Linked DNA regions of Canis lupus: region 2 is linked to region 1. The links are chromatin contacts, called in public Hi-C maps. All regions are on one chromosome and are shown on one strand. The core of a region is the stretch at or near the end of the contact, and the rest is flanking DNA. Distances in the headings are between cores, read along the strand shown.

Region 1 (5,600 bases), core at 1,895-4,394:
TACAGATTTCAGTGGCAAAGCAGGTTCAGACTTTACACTTTGTGTGGTGCTTTCACCACTTAACTTCTAGAATCCACAGGCTACATGATAAATGAAATTGGGGTAAGGGCATATAGAAAAATGATGGCTATTCTTTGTTTAAATACCATTTTTCATAAGGAGGGAACAGAGTGAGTTTTATAAGTGCTGGTTTAAAAACCATGTATCTTTACAGAAGGAGTAGAGAAAAGAAATCAAATGTAAAAAACATGTAGTTATGCTGAACTATGAGTAGGGAAACCCTCATCAAAATGGCTAAAAATCATACTGCCTAAAAGGACCTGTAGTAACACGTAAAGCAGGTAGGATAACAAGTGCATAGTTCTTGAAGAACATGTACAAAAATTACATAGACCCTCCTCTTTTGCTGCCTTCCCAGAGAGGGGTGAGAGAAAGTTTACTGAGGCCCAGCTACCAAAGGCAGAGTTCCTTCATCTTTCTGTATCCCAGGCTAGCAATCTGGTACATCATCTCTATTTTACTACCATCACTGAGATTTATAAATCTGACTTCTGGGTAGATTGTCCAGATAGTTTTTGTCATCTTTGTATCTCCAGTGGCTGAAGTAGAGTTGGAAGCCTGTAGATTTTGTGTTATTTGTAGAGCAGCAGTTAGTGCAAAGAGCCAAATCTTCTCCCCCTCTTTTTTTGCTAAAATGGTAGGTGGTCAAGACAAATACCCGCAAGCAGGGCCGAACTCTCATGGACTGAGTCAACTGGGACTGGATTCTGTTAATAGTTTGTGAATTTCCAATTGCCATTAAGGATTTCTGTCATTTTGACGGTTTAGCATCAGCTGAATTCACATAAGGGCATTCTGCAATGGAAAGAAAAAAATATAATGAGTTTGGCCTGTATTCTACTTTTGAGAAAATTAGACACACATCTGGAGTAATAGATTCTATTCTTATTTTTATTGCTTTTGGAAATGTAATACATAATGTATACAATCTGTTCTACCTTCTAATATCTGAGAGGGAAGTTTTTGGAATACCTATGTGGAACCCACTTTATTACACAGCATTATGAATTTCAGAGGATTGATCCGATCCTTAAGTCTGATTTTCAACAGCATTAAATGCCCATACAGTGGGATAAGGTGCCCAACCCCTTGCAGTCAAAAGTCTATGTAAAACTTTTGACTCCCCCAAACTTTATAGCCTATTGTTGACTGGAAGCCTTACCAATAACTTAGTTGATTTGTATATAGTATGTATTATATACTGCATCCTTACAATAATACTTAAGTTTTTCCAAAATTTCTAGGCTACGCTGTTTGAGCTTTTTTTTTTAAAGATACTTATTTATTATTATTTATTATTTACTTGTTTATTTATTTATTTATCTGAGATACAGAGAGAGAGAGAGAAGCATAGACACAGGCAGAGGGAGAAGCAGGCTCCATGCAGGAAGCCCGACGTGGGACTCAATCCCGGGTCTCCAGGATCAGGTTCTGGGCTGAAGGCGGCGCCAAACCGCCGAGCCACCCGGGCTGTCCTGTTGAGCATTTTTAAATCGTTGCAAATCTCCCCCAATTTTTCCAATATATTTATTTTTTTAAACCTACACACAGTTCAAACCCATGTCGCTCAAGGGTCAACTGCATAGTGTCCTCCGTGAGGACCGCAATGCAGAAAGGGACAAGCTGATAATTCAGAATTTCCTCTCTCCAAGACACCAGGCCAGCCAATGTGGTATCCTTCAAACGATTGGGTGTTTTGTTCTCCACTTTGGGAGATTACCATTTTTGAGGCCCGTAGGTGGAGCTGGAATAGATTAGAGTCTCGGAGATAGGACCGTGTGGAATGGGAGTCAGAAAACTTGGGTTCAGCCTCCACTTTGCACTTGAGCTAATCCCTTAATACATGTTAAAAAAGAAAAAAAAAAAGCGGCGATAATAAAATCTGTAATAGTGATTTCAGTCGTGCACATGAAGTGCTAGCGAAACTATTTAAAGTGAAAAAAAAAAAAAAAAAAAAAAAGCGGGCAGCCCGGGTGGCTCAGCGGTTTAGTGCCCAGGGCCGGGATCGAGTCCCACGTCGGGCTCCCTGCAAGGAGCCTGCTTCTCCCTCTGCCTGCGTCTCTGCCTCTTTCTCTCTTTCTCTGTCTCTCATGAATAAATAAATAATTTAATTTTTAAATTAATAACTTAAAATTTTTTTAATTTAATTAATTAAAATTAAATTTAATTATAAATTACAAATTTAATCAATAATTTAAAAAAATAATTTTTTTAAAAAAGGGTGGGGGGAGCTAATCGTAGGGCTGTTCCCGGGGCACCACGTCCCAGGTAGCAAGTGCCCTGCTGGGTTGCTCACGCTCGTCGCCGGCCGCGGTAATCCTGGCGCAGGCTCCCCCTCCACCGGCACACGGGCTACCCCCCAAGAAAACGGCAGGACGGGGATCCGAACCCAGGCCCGCGCGCGCCCTCGCTGGAGCTCTTCCCGCTGGGTCAGCGCTCGACGGGCAGGCCCGGGGGCGGGCGGCGCCGGGATGAGCGTGTCCGTCGGCCGCCTGGCGGCAGGACCCCGCGCTTTGTCCGCCGCCGCTGCGCCAGGGCCCCGGCGCGCGGGGAGGCGGCGCTTCCTGCCCCCGGAGGGTGGGCCCCGCGGCCTCCGCCGGGCCTCGGATCGCCGACGACGTGCGTGCAGCCCCGGGGGCGAGCCCGCCGGGAAGGGCCGGGCAGGGCAGGGCCGGGCAGGGCCGGGCAGGGCCGGTGGGCGAGGCCGGTGACCCAACAAAGCGGGCCGCGCCGCGCCGCGCCGCGGGAGGCCCCGCCCGGGCCGCGCTCCGGGCACACGCCGCAGGGTCCCGGGCGGCTCTCGGCGTCAGGGCGCCTCGGGCCCAGGGTGTGAGCGCGCGCCGCCGAGCCGGGAGCGAGGGAGGCGGAGGAGCGGCCGCCCGGGAGCCGCACGGGAGCGGCGCAGAGCGGCCGGGCGAGGCGGGGCGGGGCGGGGCGGCGAGGGGCGGGGCCAGGCCGGGCGAGGCGGGGAGGGGCGGGGCCAGGTCGGGCGGCGAGGGGCGGGGCCAGGCCGGCCCGCGGCGCCCGCCCCCCCGCGCCCCGGAGCCGCCCCGCCCGCGCGCGCCCCCGCCGGCCCGGCCCTCCTGCTCGCCGCCCCGCCCGCGCGCGCGCCCCGGCTCCCCGCTCGCGCCGCTCCATGTAGCCCCGGCTCCCCGGGAGACGGAGGAGGAGGGGGCGACCACAAGATGGCGGGTACGTGGCCCCCTGGCCTCCGGGCGCGGCGGCGGCGGCGGCTGCGGCGGCGGCGGCGCCTCCCCCCGACTGGCGGCCGGCGCGGGGTCCCGGCGCGGGGAGGAGGCGCCGCGGGGCCGGGAGGGCGGGCGGCGGGGGCGGCGCGCCGGGTCCCGGGGCGCTGACCGGCCTTTCTTCTCTCCCCTCGGCGCAGACCTCTCGCTGCTCCAGGAGGACCTGCAGGAGGACGCGGACGGATGTGAGTGCGCCGGCGGCCCGCGGGGAGCGGCGCGGGAGGACGGGCGGCGGCGGCGGCGGCGGCCTGCGCTCGGGGCTCGGCGCTCGGGGCTCGGCGCTCGGCGAGGCGTGGCCCTGGGCCGGCGGGGCCGCGAGCCGCAGGAGGGACCCGCGCTGGGCCCGCGGGCGGCGGCACTCGCGGCGTGTGGGCCCGGGGAGCTCGGGGGCGCGGGCCGACGTGTGCGCTGGCGCCCGGCGGGCCTCCGCGGACCCCAGCCGCCGCGCCCGGGCTTCGCCTTGCGGAGTCGCCGGCGAGTGTCAGCGGGCGGCCGGCCGCAGGGAGCCGGCCCGGGCGGCGCACCCGGGAGTCCCCGGAGCTCGGGGCGGTGTTGGGATGCCGGACCCCCCCTGTGATTCGTGGATTCCGGGAAGGCTGGAAGGTGTGGCCTTAGCTGGAGTTCCTAGCGCTGGGGAGCTTACTGCTCTATTGCAGATGTTCGCGGGGCACCCAGACCTCCCAAAATAGGACGATTTCAGCTTTTCCGTGAGAAAGGGAAGTTTTAAAACAGGCGATCTTTTGTTTGAAAAAACAAAACAAGACAAAAAAAAAAAAAAACAAAAAGGAAAGGGGAGGAAAAAAGAACTTTGACGTTGTCTGCAGAAGACTGTCAGGAAGGAACTGGTATTTAGAAAGGAATTTGTTTATTTCGTGTGTGCCTAAGCATCCGAAGATAATTTGGAAATTGTTCTGCGTGGAAATGATAACCACGGTAGAATTTGTGGCGTATTTAGGGGGAAAGCCTGCCCGTTGCTGAGATTTACTGTGGCTAATACCTGGGTAAGTAATTCAGGGATGGTTGCATTCTGAAATTGCTCTTCTAAATTCTGTGTGGTTCAGCCTTAGCGCTGTGTAATGTGGTTTCCCTTGGCCGAATTAAGCTTCATTTTCGAATTCCTAGGTTTTGAGTGAGGTAAGGGGAATTTACCATTCAGAAGGGTTCTCTAAAAGGAGTATTTTTAAAGCAAACGAACCATATGCAGAATTAACTTTCGCTAACTCTGGGTTGGTGTTTTTGGTGTTTTTTGTGAAGTACAAAGCTCTCTCACACAGGGAGCAGTACTAACATAGTGAGGGACAGCTTCTACACTTCACCTAATGCTTTATGTTAGGCCACCTGTCTGCCTGCTAGTGAGTTGAAAAGGCCATTCAAGGCAGCTGGTGATTGCTTGCAAAGTTAAGGTTGGTAAGGTGGCTCCCATCGTTATCTCAAACAGGGGCTTCTCATTTCTGTGATTAGCTTCAAGACTTTATAAATAGAAGACACAGCAGTCAGCAGGGGTTTAGGAATGCACGCAGCAAGAACTTTTGCCCCTTCCTTTATTTTCATTTCTTGTGACATGCACTCTTAAAGGATGAGCTAGTGTCCCGTTTCCTCATTGAGTCTATAGAAGCCTAGTCTAGAAGGGAAAGCACACCTGTGAAGAACTCAACAATGATTTATTCATGAGCTGCAAGACTTCTGTGTACTGAGGATATAGCTCTGCAAAGGACGGCCACAATCTATGCCCTCTAGTGGTTTATTAGCAGTTTTAATATAAGTGTGATGAAGAAGATATGAGAGGCAGCATAACAGTAGTTAACAGACAACACTCTAGAGCCAGACTCTTGTGTTCCAGTTTTGTTATTATCATTTTGGACAGACCCCTGCAACTCCCTAAACCTCTGTATGCTCACGTTTCATCGTTTGTAAGTAAGCATACTAAGTATTGCCTATTTAGAGTTGTTTAGAGCCTTACATAAATTAAGATACGTAAAGCGCTGAGTACTTGGTAAATACTGTTAAGTGGTGGTGGTTATGAGTGAAGAAGGGAAGCTTAGAAGAGGAAATACTGATGTTGAACATTACAGTACAGAATTAATATAATTATAGACGTTGCTAATGCTTGCAATTAACTTATTAAAGGTTCTGTTAGTTCCTAGTGTGTTTTAATTTAGGATAAAACATTACACATCTGAAGGCATAGTTTATTTGCATATTTATGAATTGATTTAAGACTTCGTTAGAATAATTGCATATTTTTTTCAGTTGCTAAGGTCTTTACAGGTGCTACCTTTACCTGGAATATTTGGG
Region 2 (5,625 bases), core at 620-3,119, 260 kb before region 1:
TTAGCTTGCTTCTCCACTATTATTAGTCTCTTACTATGGCAACATGACAACTTCTCTAGGGAGAAAGCTTCAAATTCTGCGCACATTTTCTGGCCTAAAGCCGGTTGCAAAGGCTTCTAAAGTCCCTAAAGGTAATACACGCATGGACATCCACCAGTAGAGGAAATTTCCTCTGTAAACTCAGCCTGTCAAAAAGTAAAAGCAAAAATTCTTTTAACTTCTCAAAAGCACACACACCATTACAGAGGTTACAATAAATCCCTCCAGTCAAAAATAATCTAAGTAAGGTAATTTTCATGATTCCCCAAAGGTGCTTTTTCCTTTCAGCTAAAGCCATGTGAAACGCCACACACGTCAACTTGTTCCGGTAAGATACACTTAGTGCCCCTCAAATTATTGGAGTTGTCTTAAAACCAAATCCTTACTGAACAAGCAGCTCACATTCCCAATTCAAAGAAATCTGCAAATGTCCTAAAAAGCTTGCAAGATAAAGGACCTATCTACTACTCTCATAAATGCCAGGAAACAATATTTTAAAATCTCTAAAACTATTCAAAGCGTTGTCTATGGAAAGCTTTTGTTTTCCCTTTGGACTCAATCTCGTACAACAATAAAGGATTTAATTTGTTGTAAGCACTGGAATGGCTACACGCCTCGCAAACACCGCTCCCCTCAGAGCCGCTCAAACAAGATCGTGAATCTTCCAAAAGGCGATTCACTTTACGCGTTAAACCAAGACGGGAAGGAATCCGCTTTCCCTGTCGGAACTGCCCAGGCCTCCGGCATTCCTAAAAAGAAACCAGCCTAACTCTCTTCCCTGACGTACCCTGCACTCTGAACACCACCGGGGCCAAGAGCCGCCTCGGATTGCTCGGGGATCACCAAGTCGGACCGCTGGTTCACCACAGCATCGCTGCGAAGTGCACCCAGGGCGCTCCAGAGCCGACGGACACCTGAGCAGCCTCCCCGTAAACCAGAAACCTAAAGGCAGAGCCCCGCACCCTGGAGCTTCCGCAGCACAAGGGCTAAGCTGACAAGCAGAGCGAGAGCGCCCGGCAGGTGGGCCCGCGGGAAGGAGAGCCCAGATGCCGTCCCGGAGAACCAGGAAGGCGTCTACTCTTCACCTACTACTCTCCGCCCGCGGGCTGACGCACAGCTTTCCTGCCCGCACGCGCCTGGGTCTCGGCCAGCACAGCCGGGTCGGTCCTAACTGGAGGACTTCACGGGCTTCTCCGCCTCCCCGCAGCGCCTCGAACCCGACAGCCCCATCCCCTCCCAGCGACACGGTGGGCGGCAGCCCCTGTGCGGGGCGCGGGGTGCGGGGCGCGGGGCGCGGGGCGGCTCCACCCAGCCGCTGCTCCCGGACCCGCGTCCCGGGCCTCCCACCGCCGCTGACAGCCGGCGCCACCCCCGGGGCCCCCGCGCGCCCGCAGCGGACCCAGCGCAGGCTCAAGGGCCACCGCCCACCCGCCCCCTCCCAGACGACGCCCGACGGGCCGCGGGGGCCAAGGACGCAGCCCCGCGAGGCCAGCGGCGCGGGCAGCCCCCGGGAGGCGCCCCCGCGGGACCGCAAGATGGCGGCGGCGGCGGCGGCAGGGCCGGGCCCCTCCGCCTCGCCCCGGCCGGCGCGCGCAGGGAGACGCGAGCGGGCGCGGGCGGGCGCGGGCCGAGCGCGGGCCGGGCGCGGGGCCGGAGGCCGAGGGCCGGGGCGGGCGCCGCCGAGAATGGAGAGTGCGGGGCGTGGGGGAGGGGACGCTCCCTCGCGGCCGGCCGCCGACCTTCCCTCGACCCCCCAGCGGCCCCCAGTCTGGCCGCCCGCCCGCCCGCCCGCCCCACCCGGACAGCTGCCCTCCCCCTGCCTACCTTTGAATTTGAGGTCGGTGGGCGGGTCGAGGACCAGGATCTGCTCGTGCTTCGCCATGGCCCCGGAGGCGGACGCCATCGGAGAGACAGCGCAGAGCGGGGGCGCGCCCGCGGCGGCGGTTTGCTGGCTGGGGGCGGGGGGCGGCGGCGGCGGCGGCGGCGGCGGCGGCTCGGCCGAGCTCTACGATGGGGCCGGCTCACGGCGCCCGAACCCCCGACGCCTGCCGCTCTGTGGCCGGACCCCTGGGCCGCCCGCTGGGTCAGCAGCTCCGGGCCTCACAACTGACTCAACCCCACACCAGCCGCCGCGGCCACGCGCACTGCGATCCTCGGCACCCCACGTGACGGCCTCTGCGTGCTTACGTGCGCGCCCCGGCGGCCGGGGGCCCCTAGCGCCCGTCCCGCCCTCCAGTCCTGCCCTGCGCGGCGCCGGCCACTGCGCCTGCGCGCTCGGGGCCTCGCGGCCGCTCGGAGCTCGAACTGTCAAGGGAACGGGTGTGGATGGAGGGCGGAGCGAAGCCCCGTGGCAGCGACGCGGTGTGCACCGCGGGGCGGGAGGGCGCAATCCTCGCTCACGTTTAGTTCCGACGGCGAAGCTGGAGAACCGGCTGTTAGCAGCGCATTACTGTCTTCCAAGTGGGAACGCTTAAGAGAAGGAGAAAGTAGTCAGGCTCACTCACTACAACTCCCGGCATGCCCGTGGGGCCCGGTCTTTTTGCGGCACTGCGTGATGCTTGCCGGGAGTTGTAGTACTGGCTGTGGGTGGGCGGGAAGGGTGATGAGGTCCGTTGGAGGCGCTTGGGGTGGGCCGGCTGACAGCCGTTTTTGGCTCTCAGCGTCTCGTCTGCGCTGAAAAACAAAAAAATTAAAAAAAAAAAATTTAAAAAAAACTTTTGAAAACTGACCTGAGGTCCCCCGCCTAGAAATATAAAACCAAGATTTCTGAAATTTCTAAGTCCACCCATCCCTCTACATTCTCCGTCGTTTTCCAGCGGAACGTCTGCCGCTTCCTGAATTGCATCCAGCGATGCGGAGCCGACGGAGGAAGCTGCCCCGGGTCAGGAAGCCGCCGCCGTCGGGGAGCCCTGACGAAGCACCCTTACCCAGCTGCAAGTGGGGGTCCCCACCCACCCCGTTGGGTTGCGGGCGCCTGGTCTTCGGTTTTGTCAAGTGACGGGCCCAAGCCACGTTGTCGTGTTGGAAGCGAGTTCGGCGGATGGTCAAACTGAGCGAGGGAGGAAAGCCCCGGGAGCGAAGGTGTGACGGTGGATGTGCCGCGACTGAGCCTGAGGTGCGGCGGCCACCGGAGCCCCCAGGAGGCGCCGCAGAGGAGCGGCGGGGCAGCCGCGTTGGTCCGGAATGAGCGTGGGCACGAGGGCCGCCTCGACCCGCGCGCTCGGTGCAGCCGCGCCCGTGTGGGGTCAGGCCCTGAGGCGGCGCCCGCGGCGGACGCTACCTCCGACGGGCACGCAGCCTAAGCCGTGAGAGCCTCGTTCGAAAGTGCGTTCTAATTTCCCCTTTCCTCGGATTTCTTTTCTTTTTTTTTTTTTTTTTTTTCCCCTTGGATTTATTTTCGTTCACGAAATTTATCTTGAGATTTCAGTCATCGTCCAGGGACAATACCACAACTGGGCGTTTGTCAAGAGAGGCTGACGACCACCGCGTGGGACGGGGTCTCACACGCGATCAGCGTGAGGAGACGGCCCGTCGGCGGCCACAGACGCCGGGTTTCCGTGGGCAGATTCGCCTGGGCTGAACCGGCTGCTCCGCCGCCAGATGGACGTCGTCGCCCCGACCGACCGACCGGAGAGCGTCTGAGGATCCCGGGCCCGCGTGCTGCGGAAGTTCCCGCGCACTCCCCAGGCGCCGGCGGCTCGCGTTCGCCCTGAATTCCATGGGAAGGCTGAAGTGCATATGCTCCAGTTTTCCAGCCTGATGAAGCAGCCCGGGCCTATTTTTAAGCCATGACCTTTGAAATCGACTGTTTTTGTCTCCTCGAGGTGACTTCAGATATCATATAGTCTTAAACCTCTATGAGAATTTAAATATCTGGTCATCTGAGAATACCTGAAACATCTTTGGAATAATTCCTCTGTTCCTGTTTTAGAGCACTGCATTGATAATGATTCAGAGTTCTCCCGAATCATCGTATCCCTCATTGAACAGTTCACTATTGAAGAGGTTTCTGCTTTGGTATTTATTAACGTCTTCTAGCAGTTCAAAGAGCTTTACAGACATCGTCACACCCTTCTCAGAACTACCAAATAACAGCAAGTTGTACTTTTATTGTCAAATATGGGGATGAAAACACAGGTGAGAGCATCTCACGACAGTAACAGAGCTAAACTTGAGAAGGGGAGTTGCCCGATTTTCCATCCTGTGCATTTTTGTTTTTCCCAAAGCCCTAATGCAACGACAACTGAAAGTGATTAAGACAAATTAAAATGTAATTGGTCTGTGTGTTGTTTGACATTTAAGTTAGGAATGGAGAAAGGTGGAGCCTAATGTTTACTGTTTGCTCTTACGTTGATTAATGTAGCACATAAAGTTCTCTTAAAGTATTGGCAAATATATATACAGAATACATATATACATGTATATGCATACTCAATTATATGTATACTTATGTATATATTACATATATACAACTATACACATATGTATATACATATGTGTATACAATTATATATGTGTATACAATTATACATATGTATAATGTATACAATATGTATACTATATGTGTATACAATTATACATATGTATAATGTATACAATATGTATACTATATATGTATACAATTATACAGATATATATATACACACACACTCAAACATATTTCTCTAGCTACTAAGAAGTTTTTATGAGTCCAAGGAGTATGAAGTCCTTGAATATTACTTCAATCTACTTGAATCACTAGTGGTATTCACCTTTGGACAGATTATCTCCCAGGTTTGGCAAGGATAAAAAAAAAGGTACCAGTACAAATGGTAACAAAGTATAACCATCTTCTCCGTAGTTAAACATGTTAAACTTTACTTTATAAAAGTACTATGTAATTATGAATTTGTATGTGATCAGGCCTCTGTGTAATACAACTCAGTAAACATTTAAATGAGCATACTTGCAATAAACACTGAGGCTGTAAAGCATACAGAATAAGAGTACTGGCCTTGGGTCTGAACTGCTGGGTTTAAGTCCTGTTTACCATTGTATGGTCTTAGCAGCTTACTTCACCTCTCTATGCCTGCTCTATCTACATCTGTAAACTGGGGAGAATAATAATACCTACATCTGAGGTTTGTTGTGAGAATTAAATGAGTTAATGCACACGAAGAGCTTAGGGTAGTGCCTGGATCCAGCATTGTTACCTTATATATGCTAAATGTTAAATTATGACTGTGTGCCTGGCATCGTGGTAAGTGCTGGTGGTATAGTGGTGAGCCAATAGACATGGTCGCTGCTCCTGTAGGGCTATATTCAAGCAGAAGAGATAAACATGAAGCTTCTCCTTTGCAGCTATTATTCTGTTCTTAAAATAAGTTTGAGTAGTGAGATACACTCAGACGAGACTTAAAAGTTAGACATGAGACCAAGGCCAGCTTTCTGCAGCCTCTGGCTGTTTCTCTGCTGAGACAAACGCCCCAAGACTTGAAGTTTTCTGCATCAGCATTCCAGCTTCCATTTACTGACTTCCTGGATCTCAAGAGACCGTCAGTTGTTGCAGGTCAGCAGAAGCAGTGGCCCCCCTTCTTGGATCCAGCT

What was found. A called contact is a pair of places that touch in the nucleus more often than the background predicts.
Region 2: a contact with region 1 is called in a Hi-C map of blood, with 4 times the contacts expected there. The contact joins the promoter of LOC119876458 here to the promoter of PPP4R1 in region 1. A contact is called at or near these places in 2 of 9 Hi-C or Micro-C datasets (amygdala and blood).

What each region holds. Positions count from the first base shown.
Region 1 is chr7:75,667,557-75,673,156 of UU_Cfam_GSD_1.0, reverse strand. It overlaps PPP4R1 (serine/threonine-protein phosphatase 4 regulatory subunit 1), which reads left to right and starts at 3,144. Exons shown (of 20, transcript XM_038543861.1): 1 at 3,144-3,252; 2 at 3,446-3,490. The coding sequence starts at 3,246. LOC102152025 (a long non-coding RNA gene) reads right to left here and starts at 2,568. Exons shown (of 2, transcript XR_005362682.1): 1 at 2,357-2,568; 2 at 134-855.
Region 2 is chr7:75,927,124-75,932,748 of UU_Cfam_GSD_1.0, reverse strand. It overlaps LOC119876458 (homeobox protein engrailed-2-like), which reads left to right and starts at 1,869. Exons shown (of 3, transcript XM_038543877.1): 1 at 1,869-3,863; 2 at 3,971-4,176. The coding sequence starts at 1,920. The coding sequence ends at 2,513. VAPA (vesicle-associated membrane protein-associated protein A) reads right to left here and starts at 2,144. Exons shown (of 6, transcript XM_038543874.1): 1 at 1,864-2,144. The coding sequence starts at 1,942.